2 separate regions of the Rattus norvegicus genome follow, and region 1 is linked to region 2. A link is a contact called in public Hi-C data. All regions are on one chromosome and are shown on one strand. Each heading gives the region's core, a stretch centred on a gene start, on an enhancer-like site or on the middle of the called end of the contact. The rest is flanking DNA. Distances are from core to core; before and after follow the strand shown.

Region 1 (6,063 bases), core at 155-2,654, 100 kb before region 2:
CTGAGAAGCCCTGTCTCAAAAAGGAGAGGGGGAAGTGGCATAAAACTAGCAACTAACTTTTATAAATTGTGGAAAAATAAAATAATAAAGAACAGGGATTGGTGAAACAGAGAGTGAAATCTAGCTTAGAGTCTTGGACTGGAGACTTATGATTGCTGAGATACCATCCAAAGAGACCGTCAGATGGAGTCAAATCCCTGTCAAAATCTCAATTTCCTTTTAGAAATTGAAAACAATCATCCTAAAGTTCACGTGAAACACTAGGCAAACACTCTCCTGCTGAGCTCTGTTCCAGCCCCATCAAAAGGTCTTTGACATAGGTGCCAAGATCACTCAGCTGGGAAATTCTTTCCCACTGCTGAAGCACCAGGATACCAAACAATGAAGTTGAATCTTTTAACCTAATAAAGTATTTAAACACACACACACACACACACACACACACACACACACTCAAAATTACCAAAATCACATCATCAGGCCCACCTAAACATAGGCCATCAGATTTGGCAAAGTTTTCATTTTTTTTCTTTCTTTCTGCTTTTTATTTTATTTATTTTTTATTTTGTTGTGGTTTTGTTTGTTTTAGTTGGTTGGTTTGATTTTTGTTTTGTTCTGTTGTGGTTGTGGTTGCTGCTGCTGCTGCTGCTGCTTTTGTTGTTGTTGTTGTTGTTGTTGTTGTTGTTGTTTTGAGACAGAACTTACTATGTGGCCCAGGCTAGCCTCAGATTTGTGGTACTTATCTTGCCTCAGCCTCTTAAATGGCTATAATTACAGATATGAACTATGATATTTGGGTAGAATTGTTTCTTAAAGACAACAGCAGAAGCTGAGAAGTGTAAGGGTGTGTGTGTGTGTGTGTGTGTGTGTGTGTGTGTGTGTGCATTTTAGACTTCATAAAATTGTTGTTTTTGACGGGGTCTACGCTTTAGCCCAAGTCCCACTAAAACTCACTAGGAAGCCCAGATTGGCCTCGAATCTGTGACAATTGTCCTGTTTCAGTTCTCTAAAGGCTAGAGATGAGAACTTTCACATCCATCTTATATTTTAAATATTTGCGTGTCAAAAGACAAGATGAAGCTCATCCGCGTGGTAGATGCCTTACACGTTGGCTCCTTAGGAAACAGGAGACTTATGCGATCTAAGGCAGCCTGGGTTACACAGTAAGACCCTGACCCAAAATTACTTTCAAAAGTACAGCGTTTCAATTTTACATGATAAAAAATATCTTCGTGTCTGTTCTAAGTCCACATGACTATAAGCAAGTGAGGAGAAGAAAAAGAATAGTCTACTTTTTGGTGGTGGTGGTGGTGGTGGTGACTTGGTTGGTTTAGTGTGGTGTTTCGATGTGGTAGAGGATTTTGTGTGTATGTGAGGGTTGTTGCACAACAGAGGGCCAAAGAGATAAAACAGGGCTGCACTAACATAGCCCAGGCTGACCTGAACCTTGCCCTCTCCCTGCACTGGCCACCGAGTGCTGGGATTACATCTTTAAACCATGACACCCATTGACCTGCTTCCTCAGTAAGCAGTCATACTTTGAAAGGGGAGAGGGCTGGAGAAATGGCTCAGCCTCGAAGAGAGCCCGCTGTTCTTGCAGAAGACCCAGGTTTGCTTCTGAGCACTGCCATGGCACCAACGTGTCAGCTTAGAACTGTAATTTCAGTCCCGGGAGATCTGACACCTTCTTCTGACCTCTGCGGCCATGGTACCTGCCTGCCAATGACACAGGCAAAACATCCATGCGCGTAAAATTTTCTTTTAAAAAGTTAAGGTTTTAAAGAAAATAAGGCAGAGAGCAGCTTGTTCCCCTTGCTATGGATGGGTTACCCACTTGGCTGGAGGCTCCCTTTGGGATCCGCTCACTAAAGTTCCCAGCTCCTCTCATTCCTGCCTAACCGCCAGCCACCATCACCAGCAGCAGTGTCAGCAGCCCAGCTCCCTGAAAGCACCCCATTCCCTGAGAAAGCCTGAGAGAGCCTGGCCTCTTTTCTCCCTGGCCCCTGCATGCACTCCCAGGGCTCTGAGCTCTCTGATGTTCCCATGACAGTAATATAAAACCTACTTGTTCCCTCTCTCCGCCATGAGACTGGCAACTTAGAGGACACAGAGATAAAAGACTGGGGTTTCTTTCCTTTTCCCCTCCCAAGTAACAAATAATAGTTTGTCTTTCCCAGCTACCTCAGAGCTGAGCCAGCATCAAAGCCATGAAACCGGCAGAAACCCAAGACAAGCCAGTTCTATCCACCCTGTGTGGGGCCTGGATGTGTGCAGGGTAGAGAGAGTAGAGGGAGGAGCCTTGTGGGCAGGGAAAAAAAAATCACACAGGGTCAATCTAGACTGAAGCACACATATGCACATATCCCCCAAAGTTTCCTTTCTAGCTTTTCCCCGTGATTCTTTTAGCTTAGCAAACAGACAAGATGGGGACAGGGAGGGGCAGAAGAACAACAGAATGAACTTGTCCCACCGATAAATCTTGAGCTCGCTTAGCACTGTCTAGTCTGGAAAGCTTAAGTGGCTAAGACACAGACACGTAGGTGTTCTAAGAATTCATCCGGGACTCTGAAGTCCGATGTTAGCGTCTGCTCTAAGTACATGGGACTGTGTGCGAATGTGGAGGACAGAGGATGGTCCACTCCCCTGAAAATGAAGCCTGTGGTATAACCCTCAAGCCAGATGCTGTGCTAAGAACCAACATAGCCATCGGGGAGCAGTTGGGCCTCTTCTCTCCATCTTATCCATGAGGACCAATGAGCTGAGGTCAGCTCTCCCAAGTCATGACCAAAGGACTTAGATCCGCACCACATCAGGCTACACACTGTCAGCCTCATGTAACAGTGTCTTTCCATGGGGATTGTCAGCATAGCTTTGAAAAATGCCAAGCAACAGACAACCGGAGGTCGTCAGTTGACAATTGTCTCGTGACTCCAAAAGCAGCTATGTTAAAGCTGTAACTTTAGTATGTGACAACGTGACCTTATTTGGAAATAGGGTCTTTAGAGGGAGAGAGAAAAAAACAACTTTAAATGATGTATTGGGTTAGACTGGACCTGATGCAGTCATGGTAAAGATGGGTGGATTTGAATACAGACCAGCACCAAGGGAAAGTAGCCCTGTGTAGACGAATAAGGAAATCGGAGCTATACTGTGTTAGCCAAGGAACATGGAGAAGGAAGGATAGCCAGGGCAAGAGTCCCTCGTCGTGAAGCCCAGCCCCTGGGTTTGGAGTGTCTGGCCTCCAGAACTGTGGAAGAAGAATGCATTCCTGGTTTTGATTTGTTTATAAATAGGCTCTCCAGTGTTGACTAGACAAGCCTCAACCCCCAGGGCACTGGGATTACAGGCGTGCACCACCATGACCATCAAGATTCTGTTTGAGTTAGAGGTACCTTGTGACAGTGACGACAGCTATGGGGTAGCATAACATCCATTTTTCTGAGTCTGAAAAGTGTGTGTGCGTGGGGGGAGGGTTGGAGGCAGTGAGTGAGCGGCAGCTACGGCACCTCGAACTTATCACCGGAGCACACTTCCCAGAAACCACACAGTAGGAAGGCAGAACCTGCTGTCCTCTGACCTGCATGCCATGGCACATGTGTGACCATTCGCAGGCACACATGCGCGTGTGTACACAAGGAAAAATATTATGATGTTGATTTTTTTAAAGTCTGTGCACTGTGTGTGTGTGTGTGTGTGTGTGTGTGTGTGTGTGTGTGTGTGTGTGTTGGAAAAGAAGAAAGAAAAAATCAGGTAAACTTAAGAGAGAGAGAGGAAAGAGAGAGAGAGAGATTATTTCCGGTGTGCTGGCCTGAGGAATGGAGCCAAGATGTCAGCCCCAGAAGAGAGAGGCTGAGGGAGAATGCGTGGTGAAGCTACTGGAGTAAGAAGCTTTACAGCAGCCAAGGCACTGAAAGGGAGGGGCAGACGCCAGGGCCAGGGCTGAGTTGAAAGTGAGCTTTATACAGGCTCTCACTCCTCTGGCAGCAGGAGAAGCTACTGGGAAAGAACAGGATGCTCCCACGGTTGACCTGACCCATGAAGATGACCTTGCAGCTCCACCCTGCCATCTCACACCTCAGCAGGGTGCTTACGTCAGCCTCTTCTTCGGTTACTGAGCTCAGGGAACTCGTATTTAACACTCAAGAAGTAACTGGCAGCAGAGGGTGGGGACTGAGGAACCAGGTTGTTAAGAATCTCACAGTTGCTAGGGCCCTGTGCCTCACTTCCCTGACAGCCTAGAACTTGCCTCCGACCACCTCCATCCAGCTCCATCGAGCTTCACCTCGCTGGGCCCCGGACACCTTCCCCACAGGTTTCTCAGTTGCTGTACTGAGCTCTTATAGATAACCACACAGTGATTATTTTTATGTATATGTATATGTGATGTCCCTCCTCCATCTCCTTTAAGCTGTGAGCTTCACAAACGTAGTCGGTTTCTACCCATCCCTGTATACTCTGTGCCTTTGTGGAGCCTGGTACGATATAAGGATCAGGAGACAGTTGACAAATTCACGTTCCAAAATTCTAGAACTCAAGCAGCAGAGAGCTTAAAATAACAGAGAAAATACTCAGCGTGTAAACATGGGGTTCATAAAATAAGAGACATGAATACCTCTCTGTCACGTAGACCTCATCAGATCAAGTCTACTCAAAAGAAGAGAAATTCAAGTTGGAGTTGCACTGAGGAAACACGGTTCACTTTTCGGAGACCAACATGAGGATGACAGCATGTGGAGCTGGGAGGACTGATCTACCTGCCTGCTTGCAGGAAGGAAAGACAAGCCTGGGAGGAGGTCACTTCCCAATGCCTCTTAAGTTACAAGTCCATCCAACTTTGGCCAGCACTAGCTAGCATCTAAGGGCTCCTGTAGAAAGCCTTGTAGTTAGGGCGGCACACAGAACTGAAGTGTAGGAGCCCATTGCAGAACAGCTCAGGGACCTGGAGTTACTCAAGAGACCTTCTCTAGAGAACCAGAAAAATAAACCTGGGTAGGTCCAAGGTCCAAGACAGATAGAAAGGTAGACAGACAGGCAGACAGACTGATAAGAATACTTCTCAAGATATTGCCTTTCTACCACAGTGATACTTTATTTTTACCATTCATTTAATCATAAAAGCATAAAAATTATATATATTCATAGGGTACCATATGACATATGTGTATACATACACACACATATATTATAATGCACACATATATGTATTATAATGTATATACACACATATATTATAATGTTTACATTGAGTTAAATATATTTAACACCTCAAATATTTATTGTTTCTTTATGGTGAAAATAGTTCAAAAGCTTTCTTCTGCCACTTTGAAATAAGCAGCATATTGTCCTTGTCTACAGTCACCGACTGTACGATAGCACACGGGGCCTCTTCTCTCAAAGCAGTAAGTCACCACTGACTGACCTTTCCCTTCGGCCCCATCTTCCCACTGCTTCCAGCCAGCCCCAGATCAGCTCTCAGTTTCTAACATTTTGGTCATGTGACTGTTCACCTAGTGATAAATAAAGTAAATTAGGTTTAAAAAAATAAATAACTGAGCCATGATGCTATACGCCTGTAAATCTCAGTAGAGCTTGGGAGGCTGTGTCAAGTCAACATACAACTACCCAGCACAGAGCAGAAGGATTCTGAGAGCCAGAGGATCAGAAGATTGCATCCCTGAGTAACATCAGGGCCTCCACCCATAACGTCTCACCAACAAGACTGCCTACACGTGAGCTGACCAGGGATGATACCAAAAGGCATGCCACAGCGGGAGAAAGCCCACGAGGCCTCAACCCTACACAAACGACTGCAGGCAACTAAGGAATGCTCATAGTGGGAGAAACAGAGAAGCAGTCTTCTCTCAGGAAGAGCATATCAATTGGTTATCCATTGTCAAATGGTCAGCACTAAAAATATACATATGAGTAACATTATACAGACTGAGGAGGTGTGTGCGCGCTTGTGTATGTATGTATGTGTGTATGTGTATATGTGCGTGTGCGCATGTGTGTGCGTGTGTGTGTATGTATGTGTGTATGTGTGTGTATATATATGTGCATGTG
Region 2 (5,886 bases), core at 2,413-4,912:
ATAAAGCCCATGTTAAACAGGGTTCAGAAAAATTGGGAATAAAGGTACAAAATGGCACTGTGGGTGCTAAATTCCAAGTAACACAATACTGTGTGGTCAATGAACTAAACAGACATTAATCTGAAACTAGACTCCGGTCCCCAAGAGAACTGACCGGTATTGCTCAGTCTTTACTGGTTCTGCAGAGGAAAAACAGCCTGTCTATCTCAACCGTGATCTGAGCGGATAGGATCTAAGCTTTGAACAGTGCCTAAGCTCATTTCAGATGCATAATACTCGTTAAACAACACTAAGCTGGGAGATTTGAGCTCCCTGATTCCCAAGAATTGACAAGGGCACATGAAGGCCTGGCTTTGTGGCTGGTCTTTATCCTTGTCTTAGTCAGACCAGCTTCCTCTTCTGTTGGGCCTGTCTCAAATAATTACAAGTGAATTGATAATTACGTATGGGAAAGGAGTAGGTGATTTAGACTATTAAGAGTCTTCAGTTTAGCTGAGTGTGGTGGCCCATGTCTTTAATCCCAGTACTTGGCAGGCAGAGGCAGGTGGAGTTCTGTGAGTTCAAGGCCAGCCTGGTCTACGAATGCGGTCCAGGACAGACAGGACGCTGTTCCACAGAGAAACTTTGTCTCAATAAACAACAACAACAAAGTTGTCAGTTTAAATAATTTATTACAATATTTAAGCCCCTTCCATCCCATGTTAAACTCCAAGTCTTCTGCAATACTCTTCTAAACTTTGAGTAGGGGAAGAGGGAGGGACTTGGAGAGCTCTCTGATAAGAATCTCCCCCCTCGCAGTGCATTAAAACCCAAAATACAGGCCTGTAATCCCAGGGAGACTGAGCCAGAAGCCTGAGAGTTCAAGGTCAGCCTGAGCCACAGGAAAGACTCCTTCTTAAAGCAACGATTCTAATCCTTGTTGAGCTGGGTAGTGGTGGTTTGTAAGCACTCTGGAGGCAGAGGCAGGCTGATCTCATGTCTGAGTCTGAGGTCAACCAGGGTCTACAGAGAGAATTCCAGGATAGCCAGGGCTACACACAGAAACCCTATTTTGAGAGACAACAAAAAGTGTTTTGTCCTTTAATGTGTTCCTTTAAATTCTTTGGAACTTCAAAGCGCTTTCAGACTTACAACCTTGTGCAAGAATGTAGCAAATTAGTCTACCCATTTGAGAGATGAGAACCTTTGGGGGCTCAGACACCCAAACATGTAATCGTTAGTACTTGTAGGAGCTGAAGCCAGGACTTTTTTTCCACCAAGTTTAGTGCCTGGAAGCTAAAAGAAGGTGTCTCCTGCTCACATTCGCCAAGTCTCTGCTGGACTTTTTCCCTTTAGCAATTTGGTTCCAAACATCTTTTCCCTTATTCTAGCCCTTCATCTTCTGTAACCAATAAACGAGAAAGGGGATGGAGAGATGGCTCAGTGGTTAAAAGCACCTGCTACTCTTCCAGGTGACCCAGTTTCAGATCCTAGCAGTCACAGAGTGGCTGACAACCATCCTCAGCTCGTTTCAGGGAGATCTGATGTCCTCTTCTGTCCTCCAAGGACACCACGCACACATACGGTGCAGGTATGTACGCAAACATGTAAGCAAAAATTCATACACATAAATGAGATGAACAAATTACCATTCGGTTCTGCCATCCTATTTATTAAGCGCCCACTTCGAGAAGCCAGATCACTGAAGAATTTGAGGAGGGGGAAATTGAATCTTCTTCATCCATCTGAAAGGATTACCTTAAAGCCAGGCACGTGGAAACATGCCTATAACACAGCACTTCAAAGATAGGATCAGGAATTCTAGGCCAGCCTGGGCTACAGGAGACCCTATCTCAAAACAAAACATGATTAAAAAAAAAAAAAAAACACTTTATCAACAGGACTCAAATTATCTAAAAACAGCACTTGTGTATCAGTCCTACTGGAATTCCTGGGTAAATGTATGTTTGTAAACCCTGGACTTCAAGTGGCTTCAGTAAGAACAGCTTGGAAAGTGTCTCTGTACAGACTTGATTTCTAATTGTGGTGAAGCTTCATTCCTTAAACCGCCTATTCAACATTAACTCATTCTCCAAACTTGCCTCTTCTAGGCTCTGGGGTAAAACAAGCACGACAGTTTCAAATCAAAGGAGTGACGTAGCTCACCAAGGCAGCCCTGCTCTCAGTGAAGCCTCACAGGGCTTGCGGTATAAGCTTCCGGTTCCCTCTACAGCCGCATTGCCATGTTTCATTGCTAAGAGCTCTGCACCCTCCCTCTCTGCCTCCCTGACCTTTGCATAAACTCCAGTTCTGGGCTCCTGAGAGTTCAGCTCTTTGTCTTCTCGGCTCCTCCCCTTGCTGCCTTAGCTTCCTACGAAGCTTACTTCTTTCTCCTCTGGTCAAAGATCTCTGGAACCCACTACTCCCACATCAGTTTAATGGGTCATCCTGTGATTGGTCACTATTTCTCTGTTCTTAGGTTCTTATTCTGAGGGCAGGGTCTGACCGGTTTTGTAAGATGCCTGGCACATCGGAGGCCTTCCAGGAATGAAAAACAAACGGATGTGGCTGTCTAAACAGTTTTGTGGGAAGCGGAGCTCCAGTGGGTTGGTTAGGAGTTGGGGTTTTGAAATAGGGTCTCATGTAGACCTGTGTAGTCTCACCAATTCCAAATACATTGGGGAATGACCTTGAATTCCTAATCCTTCTGGTTTTGCCTCTCAAGTGCTGGAGTTACATACCTGGGATTCCACACCTGATTTGGATTAGGAGTTTTCTTGAATTCCAGTGATGTCAGGTCTCCTACCTTCTATCTTGGCCCTCAATGGCACTGAAACATGGGGAGTTGTTCCAAGTGCCTAAGACTGTAAGCTTCCAGACAACAAAAATACCATTGATTTACTGCTGTGGCCTTACTTAGAATGAGATATACACAGAATAACAGCCATAACCCGTGTGCCTGAATGCACTCTGGAGGGTGAACCGAGATGGGGAGGGGGGGATGCTACAAACACAGACAATTGTCTATAGTACATTTCAAAGCTTGAGCTGACTTTTTTTTTTTTTTTTCTTTTTTTTCGGAGCTGGGGACCGAACCCAGGGCCTTGAGCTCGCTAGGCAAGCGCTCTACCGCTGAGCTAAATCCCCAACCCTTGAGCTGACTCTTGAAGAGCACATAAAGGCACCCTCATCGAAGGAGGGAATAGGGGAAGAGGAGAAGGAAGGGGAGAGGAGAGAGAGAACTCAATGAACTTAACCATCCTAGCCTTCGCTAGCGGCGCTAACCGCGAAGCTTCCGTAGTCATGCAATGGCTCCGGGAACCCTGGCTCCAGGCCCCATACTGGGGGCCCGTCCCTAAAGGGAACTCTATCGAACAACTAAAACGGAGGGCCAGGAAGTCTCGGATCGCTTCCCTTCTGTGGCCTTGTACAAAGCACGCCCCAACCCCCTCCAAGGCGACTCGGCTCGAGCACTGGCCGGAGGGCAGGGCAGAGCTGGTAGAGCCCTAGACTTAGGTCTCAAGCCCCGCCCCCGAGCAGGCCGAAGCCGCACCCCTAGCTCCCCACCCCACCCCCTCCCGGCAACGGTCCTGGCACGCAGGCGTAATGGCGCGCGCAAAAGAGCGCGCGCACGCGCGCGCGCGGGAGCCCAGCTTAAATGCGGGCGAAGGGGGCGGCGCGCATCCTTGGCGTCTCTGCCCGGTTTGCGCCGCCGCTTCCAACTGTCTCCGCGTGGCACGAGCCACGAGCCGCGCTCTTCCCCCGGCGGCGGCGGTGGCGGCGGCGGCGGCGGGTGCAAGCAAAGAGTGGCTGCAAGCGGCTGCGGGCTCCATGGAGAGCGGCGGGCGCCCGAGCAGAGGCGGCGCTACCACCGCTGCGCCCGGACTGCAGTGACCCGCGTTCCGCCCCGCGTCCCGGCGGCCGCCCGGCCTCGCCGTCCGTGTCCGCGCCGCCGCCGCCTCCCGTCCCACCGGCTCCGGAGCACCGCGACTTCGTTCGGTCCGACTCCCCGGCGGGGTGGCGGCGGCCGGGTCCCCACGGTGGCGGCCGGAGCAGCGGCTGCAGGAGCCCGGCTCTAGGATGAAGTTCAAGCCCAACCAGACGCGGACATACGACCGCGAGGGCTTCAAGAAGCGGGCGGCCTGCCTGTGCTTCCGCAGCGAGCAGGAGGACGAGGTAAGCGCGGGGACAAAGGCTGGCGGCCGGGCTCCATCCCGCAGCCCCCTGCATCCCCCCGGTCTGCGGGTCACCGGCAACCCTCACGCCCGGAGCTGGAGACCGGTCGCTGGGCTCGCCCATTAGATCGCAGGCTGTTGGTTTAATTACGTTAGATACCTCTTTTTTGGCAAAGCGGCCTCCGCTTTTAAAGTTTCTCTGACGACCGAAAGATGGCCAGCGAGAGATGGAATGAGGCCAAAAAGGACAAGATAGGCCAGAAACCGGGGCAAAGTCGCTCTTTTCGGCCCGGCGATCTCTCGCTCTTCTGGTTTCTCAAGACTGTTCTGCGGTGTGACTTGACATCTGGGAAGGAGCGGCGTGTAATTTTACCCTCCCCACCGCATTGGTTTGATAGGGGCCTTTGGAGTATTCTCTGGGAGGGCCTATTATGTTTAATTTCAGTTATATTCGGTTTTTAAATGATTGATTTTTTTTTTAATCTTGCTCTGGATAGTTAAGTCACTTGGTAGCTGGGGGAAATCTTGTAGCGCTGCCACACCTAAAATGAACTGATAGAGGAAAAAGTTGTCGTTCTGAGTTCTGCTTCTATACCCGTGCCCAGAAGAGCACAAGATGTAAAGCCGGAGATGGGAATTTAATGGCTTCCTTATTGCAAGGCCCAGTAGTTAGCTATGACAGCATACACTCAGTGGTTGTTAACAAAAAAAACCGCGTGCTAGAAAGTTATGATCTTTAAACCGCTCTTGCATTATATTTATTTTTTTTTTAAGAAACAAACAGTTCAGGTTGTTTTGAAACCTTTTAAGTGTTAAACCCGAATCCTGAAGGAACTTCCAGAGAAAGAAAGGTCTTTGAAGCGGTTCTACTTAGAAGAGAACGAAATATAAGGGCTTTTTTAAAAGTGCACAAAGGGAGAAAAGCCAGTAAGCCTTAAATTCAGTCTCTCGAGGGAGGGGTCGGGGGACTCTTTGAAGGAGGCACCGTTCTAGGGCCAGACAAACTAAACATAAAAGCGCGTAGTAGCGAATAGTGACCAAGGATCCTGTCTGACCTGTTCACCGCTCTGTCGGATTTTTACATCGTTGAGCGTTTACAATGAGTTAGGTGCAGCCAGGGGAGGGTTATATTTAATCCTTTTAGCACTTGGGGTAGTACTGGTCAGCCCTGTTTTCTAGGTGAGACGACAGCTTTGAGCAGAAGTACTTTTGTCCAGGATGATAGAATTAGGAAGCCGTCCTTGTAGGGATCTAGTTCCTACTACAGAAAGCTGGCCTCTTGGTAAAGGGGCTCTGCTCAGCAGTCAGATGCCCTGTATTTTGTGAGGCTAAATTTAAAGGCCTTTGTAAGTTACCTTTGGAATTGTGCCATAACATACAGTTGGAAATTCAGGCCCCGTTTTTAGTGTGTGTGGGTATTTGGGGGTGCGGTGGGGGGGGGCTGTATCTCTGTGTCCCTAGGGGAAGCTATGGAGATAGGAGAAATCAAAAGCAGTCTTGATGAGAGCTTCCTAGATGGCCTTAAGAAGGTAGGTAGGTTTGTGTGTGCTTGGAAATTGTTTCTGCTGGGAGTGGTGCTAAAGGAGGTGGCTTTGGTAGAGCTTCCTGTGATCATTGAAGCCCTAGGTTAAATCCTGGGCTCTCTCCCTCTCTCCTGCCCTCCAGGAAGTTGCTGTAAGATAATTGCTACAGCCTGCTTTCAAAGTGAGACTAGTACTTTTAAATACAGTGA

The links. A called contact is a pair of places that touch in the nucleus more often than the background predicts.
Region 1: a Hi-C map of liver shows a contact between it and region 2, with 2.4 times the contacts expected there. The contact joins the enhancer-like site here to the promoter of Nudt4 in region 2. A contact is called at or near these places in 3 of 12 Hi-C or Micro-C datasets (hepatocytes and liver).

What each region holds. Positions count from the first base shown.
Region 1 is chr7:32,191,597-32,197,659 of GRCr8, reverse strand. No RefSeq gene overlaps it. Among named protein-coding and RNA genes, the nearest start is that of Nudt4, 100 kb to the right of the region's middle. Within about 2 kb of position 1,404, at least 4 of the 93 cell types and tissues checked have an H3K27ac peak or open chromatin away from gene starts, as enhancers often do. A contact at or near this core is called in hepatocytes and liver, where this site is marked.
Region 2 is chr7:32,089,267-32,095,152 of GRCr8, reverse strand. It overlaps Nudt4 (nudix hydrolase 4), which reads left to right and starts at 3,662. Exons shown (of 5, transcript NM_053598.3): 1 at 3,662-4,155. The coding sequence starts at 4,060.